Regions from separate parts of the Capra hircus genome. Here region 2 is linked to region 1. Evidence: chromatin contacts called from public Hi-C data. All regions are on one chromosome and are shown on one strand. Each heading gives the region's core, a stretch centred on a gene start, on an enhancer-like site or on the middle of the called end of the contact. The rest is flanking DNA. Distances are from core to core; before and after follow the strand shown.

Region 1 (5,690 bases), core at 1,791-4,290:
TCAGTTCAGTTCAGTTGCTCACTCGTGTCTGACTCCCTGCAATCCCATGGACTACAGCATGCCAGGCCTCTGTCCATCACCAACTCCCAGAGCTTACTCAGACTCATGTCCATTGTGTTGTTGATGCATCCAACCATCTCATCCTTTCGTCCCTTTCTCCTCCTTCAGTTTTTCCCAGCATCAGGGTCTTTTCCAATGAGTTGGTTCTTCACATCAGGTGGCTAAAGTATTGGAGTTTCAGCTTCAGCATCAGTCCTTCCACTGAATATTCAGGACTGATTTCCTTTAGGATTGAAGAGTTGCATCTCCTTGCAGTCCAAGATACTCGAGTCTTCTCCAATACCAGTTCAAAAACATCAATTCTTCAGCGCCCAGTTTTCTTTATAGTCCAATTCTCACATCCATACATCACTACTGGAAAAACTGTATCTTTGACTAGACAGACCTTTATTGGCAAAGTAATGTCTCTGCTTTTTAATAAGCTGTCTAGGTTAGTCATAGCTTTTCTTCCAAGGAGCAAGTGTCTTTTAATTTCATGGCTGCAATCACCATCTGCAGAGATTTTCGAGCCCAAGTCTTTCACTGTTTTCATTGTATCCCCATCTATTTGCCATGAAGTGATGGGACCAGATGCCATGATCTCAATTTTTTGAATGTTGAGTTTTAAGCCAGCTTTTTCACTCTCCTCTTTCATCAAGAGGCACTTTAGTTCTTGCTTTCTGCCATTTCTTGCATATCTGAGGTCACTGATATTTCTCCCAGCAATCTTCATCCAGCCTGGCATTTTGAATGATGTACTCTGCATATAGATTAAATAAGCAGGGTGACAACATACAGCTTAGACATACTCCTTTCCCAATTTGGAACCAGTGTGTTGTTCCATGTCAACTGTTGCTTCTTGACCTGTATACATATTTCTCAGGAGGCAGGTCATGTGGTCTGATATTCCCATCTCTAAGAATTTTCCAGTTTGTTGTGATCCAGTGAAAGGCTTTGGTGTAGTCAGTAAGGCAAAAGTAGATGTTTTTCTGGAACTCTTGCATTTTCAATGATCCAACAGATCTTGGCAATTTGATCTCTAGTTCTGCCTTTTCTAAATCCAGCTTGAACATCTGAAAGTTCATGTACAGTTGAAGCCTGGCATGGAGAATTTTGAGCGTTACTTAGCTAGCATGTGAGATGGGTACAATTGTGCAATAGTTTGAGCATTCTTTGGCATTGCCTCTCTTTGGGATTGGGATGAAACCTGACCTTTTCTAGTCTTGTGGCCACTACCAAGTTTTCTACATTTGCTGGCATATTCAGTGCAGCACTTTCACAGCATCATCTTTTAGGATCTGAACTAGGTCAACTGGAATTCGATCCCCTCCACTAGCTTTGCTCATAGTGATGATTCCTAAGGCCCACTTGAATTCGCATCCCAGGATGTCTGGCTCCAGGTGAGTGATCACACCATCGTGGTTATCTGGGTCGTGAAGCTCTTTTTTGTCTAGTTCTTCCATGTATTCTTGCCACCTCTTCTTAGTATCTTTTGCTCCTGTTAGATGTGTACCATTTCCACCCTTTATTGTGCTCATCTTTGCATGAAATGTTCCCTTGGTATCTCTTAATTTTTTAGACTGAAATCTATATTCTTTCCTTTGTCTCAAGGTGATACAATTGATTATCAGAAACAGCTGAAGCAGATGATTAAAGATTTGGCCAAAGAGAAAGACAAAACTGAGAAAGAGTTGCCCAAAATGAGCCAGGTATGGACTTTATTCAGTGCAGAGAATTTACTACTTTACCAAGCGATGTGTTCAGTGGTAAGCTTTATTAATTAAGCCTTACCTCCTAAGCTGTAATCAGAGGATCTTTAAGACATTTTTAACATTGTGACATTTAAATAGGAAATATTTAAATTGTGATCATTTAGCTATTCAAATGTTGACCACTCTTCAGAACAGGATGCTAGCACACATTTCATATCCTCAGTTTCTGTATCAAATTCATTTACCAGGTTGTGATGCATATTCATTCCCTGGAGCACTAGAAGCTATTTGGGAGACTGTGGACACAGAATTTTTCATATAAAAACTGTAGTTTCTTGAAAATCGCTGACTACATATTACAGTGTACTGATAATGGCTTCAAATTGAAAACCTCCCTTTATTATAGGACTTAAATCCCTCTGGTACTCCTGTGAGACCCCAGGGGTGGGATTTTAGCACTTTTCTTTTTGATCATGAAACATTGTTGCTTAACTGAGTGGCTTTCAAACATTCTGCTCTCTGGATGTAATGTTAAATTTCAGGTGTCAGTTGTACCTCCAGTTACCATGGATATTCCTTTTGAACCTTAAATGCTAAATTAGTAGCTCAAACCATTTTCCTGTTCCTAGAGTGACCCTGAGGCGGAGTCCCACCTCTATTGTGACATAGATTCTCAATTTGGGCAGGAGTGTGTGTAGCCTGAGCGCACAAGCCATCACTGTTGGTATTTTCACCAGATTAACAAGTCTAATAAGATTATTTCAGTCCTAACATTTAGGCTTTTTCCAACCTTTTTCTATAAAACACATCTCTACGCAGAGCTTCTGCATATATTCTCACAAGCTGTTTTCCTGGGTTGAAGGGTATAACATTTTTAATAGCTGCTGTAAAGACAGCTTAAGTCTACATGGTGTGTGGAAATCCCCTGGACTTGCTGAGTCTTCAAGGGCCAAGAATAGCTCTTATTTTCTGCTTCAAGAAGTACTATGTGGTTTTGACCAGAGAACCAAGTGTAAATTTTTAAAACAAAAAACATATTGTTATATTCAGACTTTTCCCCCCTCACATTTCCAGAGAGAGTTTATCCAGTTCTGTAAGACTTTGTACAGTATGTTCCACGAAGACCCGGAAGAGAATGACCTGTACCAAGCCATCGCCACAGTAACCACGCTGCTGCTGCAGATCGGGGAGGTGGGCCAGCGCGGCAGCAGCTCTGGGAGCAGCTCCCAGGAAGGCGGGGAGGAGCTGCAGGCCTCGGCTCCTTCCCCCTCTTCGGAGCAGGACCTGGTGTTTGCGGACAGTGACGCAGGGCAGAGTCCTCGGGAGCCCCAGGCACTTCCTGAGGAGGCCCAAGGGGACTGGACCGTCTCCCTTGAACATATTTTAGCCTCACTTCTGACTGAACAGTCACTAGTCAACTTTTTTGAAAAGCCACTGGACATTAAATCCAAACTTGAAAACGCCAAGCTCAATCAGTACAGCCTCAAGACTTGTGAAATGAGCCGCCAGTCACAGCCTGAGCTCAAGCTGAGCAGCCCGTAGGACAGCGGTTGGCTGAGACCCATCTCCATACCAAAGCAGAGACCAGGTCCCCGGGTGTGGTGAGCCCAGGAAGCCAGGTTTGTCTAGCTCACCGTGAGACTTTACAAGCTGGGTACACACTGTGTCTGGGGGGCGGGTCACGGATGCAACACCCAGCATTTGTTTAGACACTGTCAGTGCTAGAGCTAGTGTTCTGTTCGCAGCTGGAAGCTAAAAAAGTGAGAGATGTGTGATACTAACCAAGTTGAGAGAAGCCCAAGCACTCATCCTTCACTTGAACTGGAGGGACAGAGTTCACTTTCAAGATTTGAGAGCCACTATCTGTGCAATTGTATTTGGCTTTTTTTGCACTAATTTTGTTTCAATGCTGGTAATTGAAACCATGTTAATGTATTTGGTTGTATTCACTTTGTGTCCTTCCAAAAAATGTGTACAAACCACGCTTTCAATGTTGGCCTCCAAGTTTTTTAAAAAACAAAGTTTTGTACTGACTTGGTTTGTGTCTGTATCTTATTCAGTGTCTAAGGTTTGGACTGGATACCTGGAGACCTGCCCCCCGGCAATGATGTTCACAGCATACACTCCAGGTAGTCTCCAACCCCACTACCATCATCAATGGGGTTTCAAAAGGGCACCTCTTTATGCCATTTAATCCACATCAGTGATGAAACATAATCCCCACAACACCTTGGTTTTGGGCTAAATTTAACCTAATGTTTGTTTGTCCTTTTAAGAAAGGTTACCTCTGACCTTTAGCTACATGTGGAAATGGCAACCCACTCCAGTATTCTTGCCTGGAACATTCCATGCACAGAGGAGCCCAGTGGGGTCACAAGTAGTCAGACAGGACTGAACAACTGAGCACAAATCAGAAGTAAAAACACCCCATCGGATTACCAAATAATTGAGCTAAAAACGACAAACTGTACCTCTTTCTTTCATTAAATCTAAAACCCTCAAAAGCCTACCAGTTTAGTCTTTTAAAACTCCTGGGAGAAGGGGCCCAGGCATGGCAGCTGGGACATGCTCTCCAGATGACCCTGTAACTAGGAAATGCTTTAAGATACACAAACCTACTTTACCTCCAACTAGAAAAGGAAAATCAAGATGCAAAGGCAGTTCAATGACTTTATTCGACCATCAGCAATTAATTCTCATCCACATTGACTGTCTGTAGATCTGCAAAAGAAGCGACAGCCGGTCACCTTCCACACACACACACCAGCCCCCCCCCCCCGATCCCACGCTCACACAAGAACCTTCTCTGCGAGGGCTTAGGCAAGGATTATTCTGAATGACCTTTCCCAACCCAGAATCAGACGTGTTCTGTATCCTTTTGCATTTTCCCAAAAAAAGGTTTACTGACTATGCCTCTTGCTTACATCCCTACTTTGCTGAACGAATGAACTCAGGTTCTAATAGGGCCAAGGATTTAAAAAATGAAGTAGACCTTACTTTTGAAAGTGGTGACGGGCACGTAGGTAACCAAAGTATAGAGCTTGTTTGGCGAGTCTTCATCTTCATTACGTTTTCTGGACAACCGCACACGGATCCGGTATGGGACATTCCTGAAAAATAGAAAACACAGGTGTCTTGGGATGTGGAGGTGGAAATGGCAACCCAATACCAGAATACTCCAGTAATCTTGCTTGGAGAATCCCATGGACAGAGGAACCTGGCAAGGGTCCATGGGGTCTCACAAAGTTTGACATGATTGAGCATGCTTGGGATGTACCTGTCTCAGCTAGCAGCCACCACTGCCAAGCAGTGACCTCAGCAAAATGTCATAAATGTTGGCTATGGGAGCTACGTTAAATCCCAAGCAGCACTAGGTGAACATGTCCGACTGTTAAAATGTTCAGTTTCCCGGCCTCACGCACACAATCCTCCTTCTAGCTTACCAACCTCCTCAGCAGCATCACAGCTGACTGCACCCACTCTTTTGTTGACCTGAAACTTCTCTCAGTTCATGGAACACCCCTCTCCCCATCTCAAGGGAGGCCACAGACAGCTCCTTCATGAGACAATCCCCGCCACGACAGCCCACTGCAGGGCTAAAACTCAGGTCCCTGTCGCTGCATCCAACCCCAATGTTAAAAGACCACCCAGATGCAGACAGTGCCCCCACCCTGCTTGTCTCAAACCCTCCGGCCCCACTTCTACCCTGGCCCCTTAACTGTGCTTTATAGTAACCCCCAAATCTGCCTACAAGCGGGACTTCGCAGCCTGAGCGCCGCTGAGGCCTGGCCGCTCTGTGCACTGTGTAACTGCTAGGAGTCTCTGGCCTGTAGCCCACCCCCACCGTGGACACTGCTCTTCAGCCTAGAGAAAGCCAGACTCCACACCATGACCTACCAGGTCTGTCTGCTGCCCAAGTCCATCCTCACTCACTGTTCT
Region 2 (5,690 bases), core at 2,097-4,596, 160 kb before region 1:
CCCACCAGGCTCCTCCGTCCATGGGATTTTCCAGGCAAGAGTACTGGAGTGGGGTGCCATTGCCTTCTCCAGAAAGCAGTGTTAATGTCCATCAAATTTCCTGACAGCAGCTCTGAGTGCAACCTGAAGCTGGCCCATCCCTGATTGTATGTCTGGCAGAGACCCTGTCCCTGAGTCCAGGTGGGAGCGGACCTCAGACGCAGCATATCCAAGCTACTGAGCCTGGAGAACCCCGAACTGTGTTTACCCAAGGACCCCTGGGAGAGCATCACCCGATCAAGAGCAGAGATTTTGCCTTACAAGGAAGCCACCACTGTTTCATGGCTCTGGTGGAAAAGGGGACTCCTGGGTCAGAACTGGAGGATGGATCATTACTTACAGAAATAGCAGCAGCATCGGTGCTGGTTCCCAGGGCCCCAGCTCCCAGGGCCACACAGAGATGGCCAGGTGAGCCCTGCACCTCAGTAATGACACTGCACAGGAGATCCCTGAGCTCATGGAACCAGGGCTTTTATAACAGACAACAAGCCTATCTGACCTTTATGATAGAGAGGGCAGCTTTAGTCACACCTACCCTGCAGCCATGAAATTAAAAGACGCTTACTCCTTGGAAGAAAAGTTATGACCAACCTAGATAGCATATTCAAAATCAGAGACATTACTTTGCTGACTAAGGTCCATCTAGTCAAGGCTATGGTTTTTCCTGTGGTCATGTATGGATGTGAGAGTTGGACTGTGAAGAAAGCTGAGCGCCGAAGAATTGATGCTTTTGAACTGTGGTGTTGGAGAAGACTCTTGAGAGTCCCTTGGACTGCAAGCAGATCCAACCAGTCCATTCTGAAGGAGATCAACCCTGGGATTTCTTTGGAAGGAATGATGCTAAAGCTGAAACTCCAGTACTTTGGCCACCTCATGCGAAGAGCTGACTCATTGGAAAAGACTCTAATGCTGGGAGGGATTGGGGGCAGGAGGAGAAGGGGACGACAGAGGATGAGATGGCTGGATGGCATCACTGACTCGATGGAGGTGAATCTGAGTGAACTCCGGGAGTTGGTGATGGACAGGGAGGCCTGGCGTGCTGTGATTCATGGGGTCGCAAAGAGTCGGACACGACTGAGAGACTGAACTGAACTGAACTGAACCCTTTCCCTTCACTGTTCATCATACTCAGATTCTTAGAAAGATGACCCAAAACAAAGGTAGTCAGAGCCTTGCTCGCCAAGATCCAGGGAGAACTGTCAGAGTTTAGCTCTAAACAAAAATACCCTCTATAATTATTATAGTTCTGAATTCTGTACATTTGGATAGTTGTGTTTTTCTTTTTTAATCTTTTGATCAAGTGTCATGTGGATCTTAGTTCCTGACCAGGGATTGAAATCATGTCCCCCCACTTAGCAGCACGGAGTTTTAACTATTGGACCACCAGGGACCCCTATGTGCATTTTAAATACACCCATGGCTGATTCATGTCAATGTATGGCAAAACCCACTACAATATTGTACAGTAATTAGCCTACAATTAAAATAATTTTAAAAATAAATAAATTAAATGGGAGCCTTAAGAAAATGTGAGTGGAAGTCGCTCAGTTGTATCCAACTTTTTGCGACCCCATGGACTATACAGTCCATGGAATTCTCTAGGCCAGAATACTGGAGTGGGTATCCTTTCCCTTCTCCAGGGGATCTTCCCAACCCAGGGATGAAACCCAGGTCTCCAACACTGCAGGCGGATTCTTTACCAGCTGAGCCTATCATCCATAAAATTCAACTCCTCTGTTTTTCTTTGCTAGGCTACTTAGCTCAAAGCAAAGTTAAAAACTAAATTTCACTTTAGACATTCTGAGAATATTTTCTCCAGTAAACAGTAAGTAAATTATATTTTCCTAACCAGACAGGAGAGTTTCACGTCTTGCTGCTTTCTACCAGAAAGGAGAAAAATAGATCTTAGCCTATTAAAAACAAAAAAAACTGTTAAAGATGAATTTACCTCTACCTTATGACTAGAAAATGTCACTTCTTGATCTATTTTTCCTTTTATGCTTTGCTGTGGGTGTAGCCCCAAGGTAGAAGCTTTGCTTTTTGCTTTTTTAAAATTTAATTTCTTAAAAATTGGAATATACTTTCTTTACTACGGTATTGTGTTAGTTTCTGCTGTACAACAAAATGAATCAGCTTTGCATACACAGAACCCCTCCCTCTGGGAGCTCTCTCCCCCTCCCCATCCCCTCCCTCTAGGTCATCAGAGAACTGAGCTGAATTCCCTGTGCAATAAAGCCGCTTTCCACTAGCTGTCTACTCTACACATGGTAGTAGATGTATGTTTTTCTGAGCAGAGTTGTGGATTGGATACAGATGAGCAGAGGGTGTAGAGAGATCCTGAGTGGGGCTGGGTGGCAGGGAGCAAGGAGTGTGCAGAAAGGGATAGGGAGGCTGAAGGGGGTGGGGGAGAGGGGGGAGCAGAGGAGGCAGGGCCGGACAGAGGAGATGCACCATCTCCTTAAGAAGTGGAACTTTGGGTGAGAGATGTTACAGCGCATTTTTCTGATGTTTTCCGGTGTGAGTGAACCTTTGCCTTCTCTCTTCCTTGAAACTTTACCCACATTATTTGCAGATGTTTTCCAGTGGGTTTGGGGGTTTTACAAGGTACAGTTCTACAACCTTGGCCTCAGGGTGTATGTCGGGTGGCAGCCAAACCAAACTGGGTTACAATATTATGTTTTGAACCCCAAAAGCATCCTCCTGGTTTACCTACGCAGTGATAGGGAATTATCAGGTCGCTTGAGCAGACACTCTGGAACAGACTGCTTAGCCTCTGGCGAGGAAACCGCGATTATCTGCAACAATTAAGGGGCTATTTGGGAAATACTTGTAGGAGGAAAAAGAAGCTACGGAAGGTCCACCTTCTGCCCTGGGGCTGGTCTCTGCTGTAGACAGACCGCTGCTGGCGCTAACCAGCGCCCTGGTGTACGTGTTTTCTCTGCTTTCTGATAATCCTGAGCACAATACCCATCACCAGCTCTCTGTTAGCTCTGGGACCCCCTGTTACATGAGTAATGAGCAACAGCCCTTGGTACTTTGTGAGCTTGAGGCCAGAAACTCTGATCACACCCACACGCACGCCTGTGCTTCATCGCGCCAGCCGCTCAGGTGACTGGCAAACGAGATGCTTCTCGCTCCCAGGTGAGTGGGCGGAGCCCTGGAGAAGAAAGAGGAAGCCGCTGCGGGGAGGCTCGGAGGTGCAGACCCGAGAGAAACAGCGCCCGCTGCTGACGCCCTGGCTGGAGCGCAGCGCCGCGAGGACGGACAGAGTCGGGTGGGGATCCTCAGTAGGAAAGAGGGGCCGACAGGGTGGCGACCACGCGGAGCCCCCACCTTGCACTGGGCTTAGCGGGCCCCGCCTTCCGGGCCCAGCGGAGGAAGCAGCCTTGGCGGGGGTGCGGGTAGGGTGTCCGGGGAGGAATGGGGAAATGGGGCGCGGCTGGGGGAGACAGGTGACTTGCACAGGGTCACACAGCTGGAGAACCAGATTTTGGCTCCCAAGCGAATGCTCTTCGCTGGTTGTCGTTGTTTAGTCGCTCAGTCGTGTCTGACTCTTTGTAACCCCATGGACTGTAAGCCGCCAGTCTCCTCTCTGTCCAGGAAATTCTCCGGACAAGAATACTGGAGTAGGTTGCCATGCCCTTCTCCAGGAGATCTTCCCAACCCAGGGATCGAACCCACGTCTCCTGCATTGGCAGGGTGGATTCTTTACCACTGAGCCACCTGGGAAGCCCCCTTCACCAGTTACCACACCGCGTGAAGGCAAGCTTTGCCTCCCATCTGGGTGCTGAGGACCATTGGGGTTTCCCTCAACAAACCCCACTGGCAGGCAGGACCCAGGCTGGTCTTCGCTGCAGTGTGGGGCACTGGGCAGGCTGCGCAGCCTCAGATCAGTAGATGGACAGACATCAGGAGGCCCTCCCAAGCACTTCAGGTGCTCTGCACGCACAGCATCTTTCTAAGTCAGTTCATCGCTTATTCCTGGCTTCCTTTTTCAGGGCCTCATATCCAGCAATTGTTACTTGCCTTTGCAACACCACTCGATGCTGGAAAAGCTTTAAATACACTTTAATGAAGCATAATAGCATTGTATGGGCTCAGGAAGGAGTTATTGATTTTTTTTGGTATAAAATATTAACATGTCTTTCAGACTATTTTTGTCCTTGGACCACAGAGCTCAGGATGTCTGATGCCACACCAAGACCCGGTTTTCTTTCTGGGAAAACATCAAATATTTACCGGTAGCATCACCTCCATTCCGTTTCCTCATTTTTATCGTATGTCCAGGCTCTCAGTCATAATAGCTGTAGGTGCGGATGTTTATCCAGCAGATGCATCAGCTTTTCAGGACCTGGTCTGGTCTGTTTCTGAGCTGGATGCTGACCTGGTTTTGGTTTTTTGGGTTTTTTTGGCTGGGCTACACAGCATGTGGGATCTTGGCTCCCTAACCAGGGATGGGATCCACACCCGCTGCATTACAAGTGCAGAGCCCAACCACTGGACTACCAGGGATGTCCTGTGCTGACCTGGTTTTCACTGGAGACTTCTAGTCATCGGCTCCACGGCTCCTGTCAGATGTGGTTCCTGATGAAATAAAAACGTAAGATGTTTTTGGTATCCGATCTTCCAAATGTTCCTCATTTTTTCCCAGAAGTACACATGACTGATGGTGCTAGAAGTGCAGGGCAGGGGGTAGGTAATGCTCTTGCTGGCTGCACGAAGAGGGCTGGGCTCAGAGGGGGATGGAGCCGGGTCAGGAGTGAAGGTCAAGGTGCGCTTGGGGCTTCTTCAGATTGGGGCCCCCAGCCAACGCGGATGATCATGCTGCGATCAGGAGGACCAGTCAAGCAGTGTCCAGGGCAGTGTGCGGCCAGCACTGCACCTTTCCTCCTGCGTGCACAGGGAGACCACAGCACATCTTGAGAAATGGAATCTTCCTGGACAAACGGATGTGGGGGACGTTTAGATCCAGCCCATAGGCCTCTCCCACCCAGGCTCCCACATTCTCTCTTCCTTGGCTCCTTTGGAGACCACATGTCCCAGGGGGTGCGGCTACAGGAGGGACGAGGCCCTGGCACCCCCATGGCACTCTGACGCTGATGCTCTTAGGCTTGCATGCTGTCACTTGACTAGGGTTCCCCCGGATAGCCTGTCCTTTCCTGACCATCTAGATATGTGCTCACCCAAGACTTCCCTCACAGTCCAGTTGTTAAAGACTACACATTTCCAGTGCAGAGACCGTGGTTTCTATCCCTGGCCAGGGAATCTAAGATCCTACATGCTATGTGGGGTGGTAAAAAAAAATGTAATTAAAAAGAATAAAACAGGGCTTCCCTGGTGGCTGAGTGGTAAAGAATCTTCCTGCTAATGCAGGGGACGAGCATTCGATCCTTGATCTGGGAAGATTCTACATACCACAGAGCAACGAAGTCCACGCACCACAACTACTGAGCCTGTGCTCTAGAGCCTGGGGGTCGCAACTACTGATGCCTGCGTGCTCCAGAGCCTGGTGCTTCAGGAGAGAAGTCACTGCAGCGAGAAGCTCGCAGGCTGCAAGTAGAGAGTAGCTCCTGCTCCCCGCAGCTAGAGAAAAACTTGAGCAGCAACTAAGGCCCAGCACACCCAAAATGAACAAATAAATTAAATTAAAT

Evidence for each region. A called contact is a pair of places that touch in the nucleus more often than the background predicts.
Region 2: a Hi-C map of liver shows a contact between it and region 1, with 7 times the contacts expected there. The contact joins two enhancer-like sites. A contact is called at or near these places in 2 of 5 Hi-C or Micro-C datasets (blood and liver).

Annotation. Positions count from the first base shown.
Region 1 is chr11:5,907,376-5,913,065 of ARS1.2, reverse strand. TBC1D8 (TBC1 domain family member 8) reads left to right here. Exons shown (of 20, transcript XM_018054925.1): 19 at 1,651-1,748; 20 at 2,826-3,784. The coding sequence ends at 3,293. It overlaps RPL31 (60S ribosomal protein L31), which reads right to left. Exons shown (of 5, transcript XM_005701764.3): 4 at 4,749-4,861; 5 at 4,408-4,472. The coding sequence ends at 4,441. Among named protein-coding and RNA genes, the nearest start is that of RPL31, 6.7 kb to the right of the region's middle. Within about 2 kb of position 3,040, at least 2 of the 5 cell types and tissues checked have an H3K27ac peak or open chromatin away from gene starts, as enhancers often do.
Region 2 is chr11:6,068,632-6,074,321 of ARS1.2, reverse strand. No RefSeq gene overlaps it. Among named protein-coding and RNA genes, the nearest start is that of CNOT11, 16 kb to the left of the region's middle. Within about 2 kb of position 3,346, at least 1 of the 5 cell types and tissues checked has an H3K27ac peak or open chromatin away from gene starts, as enhancers often do.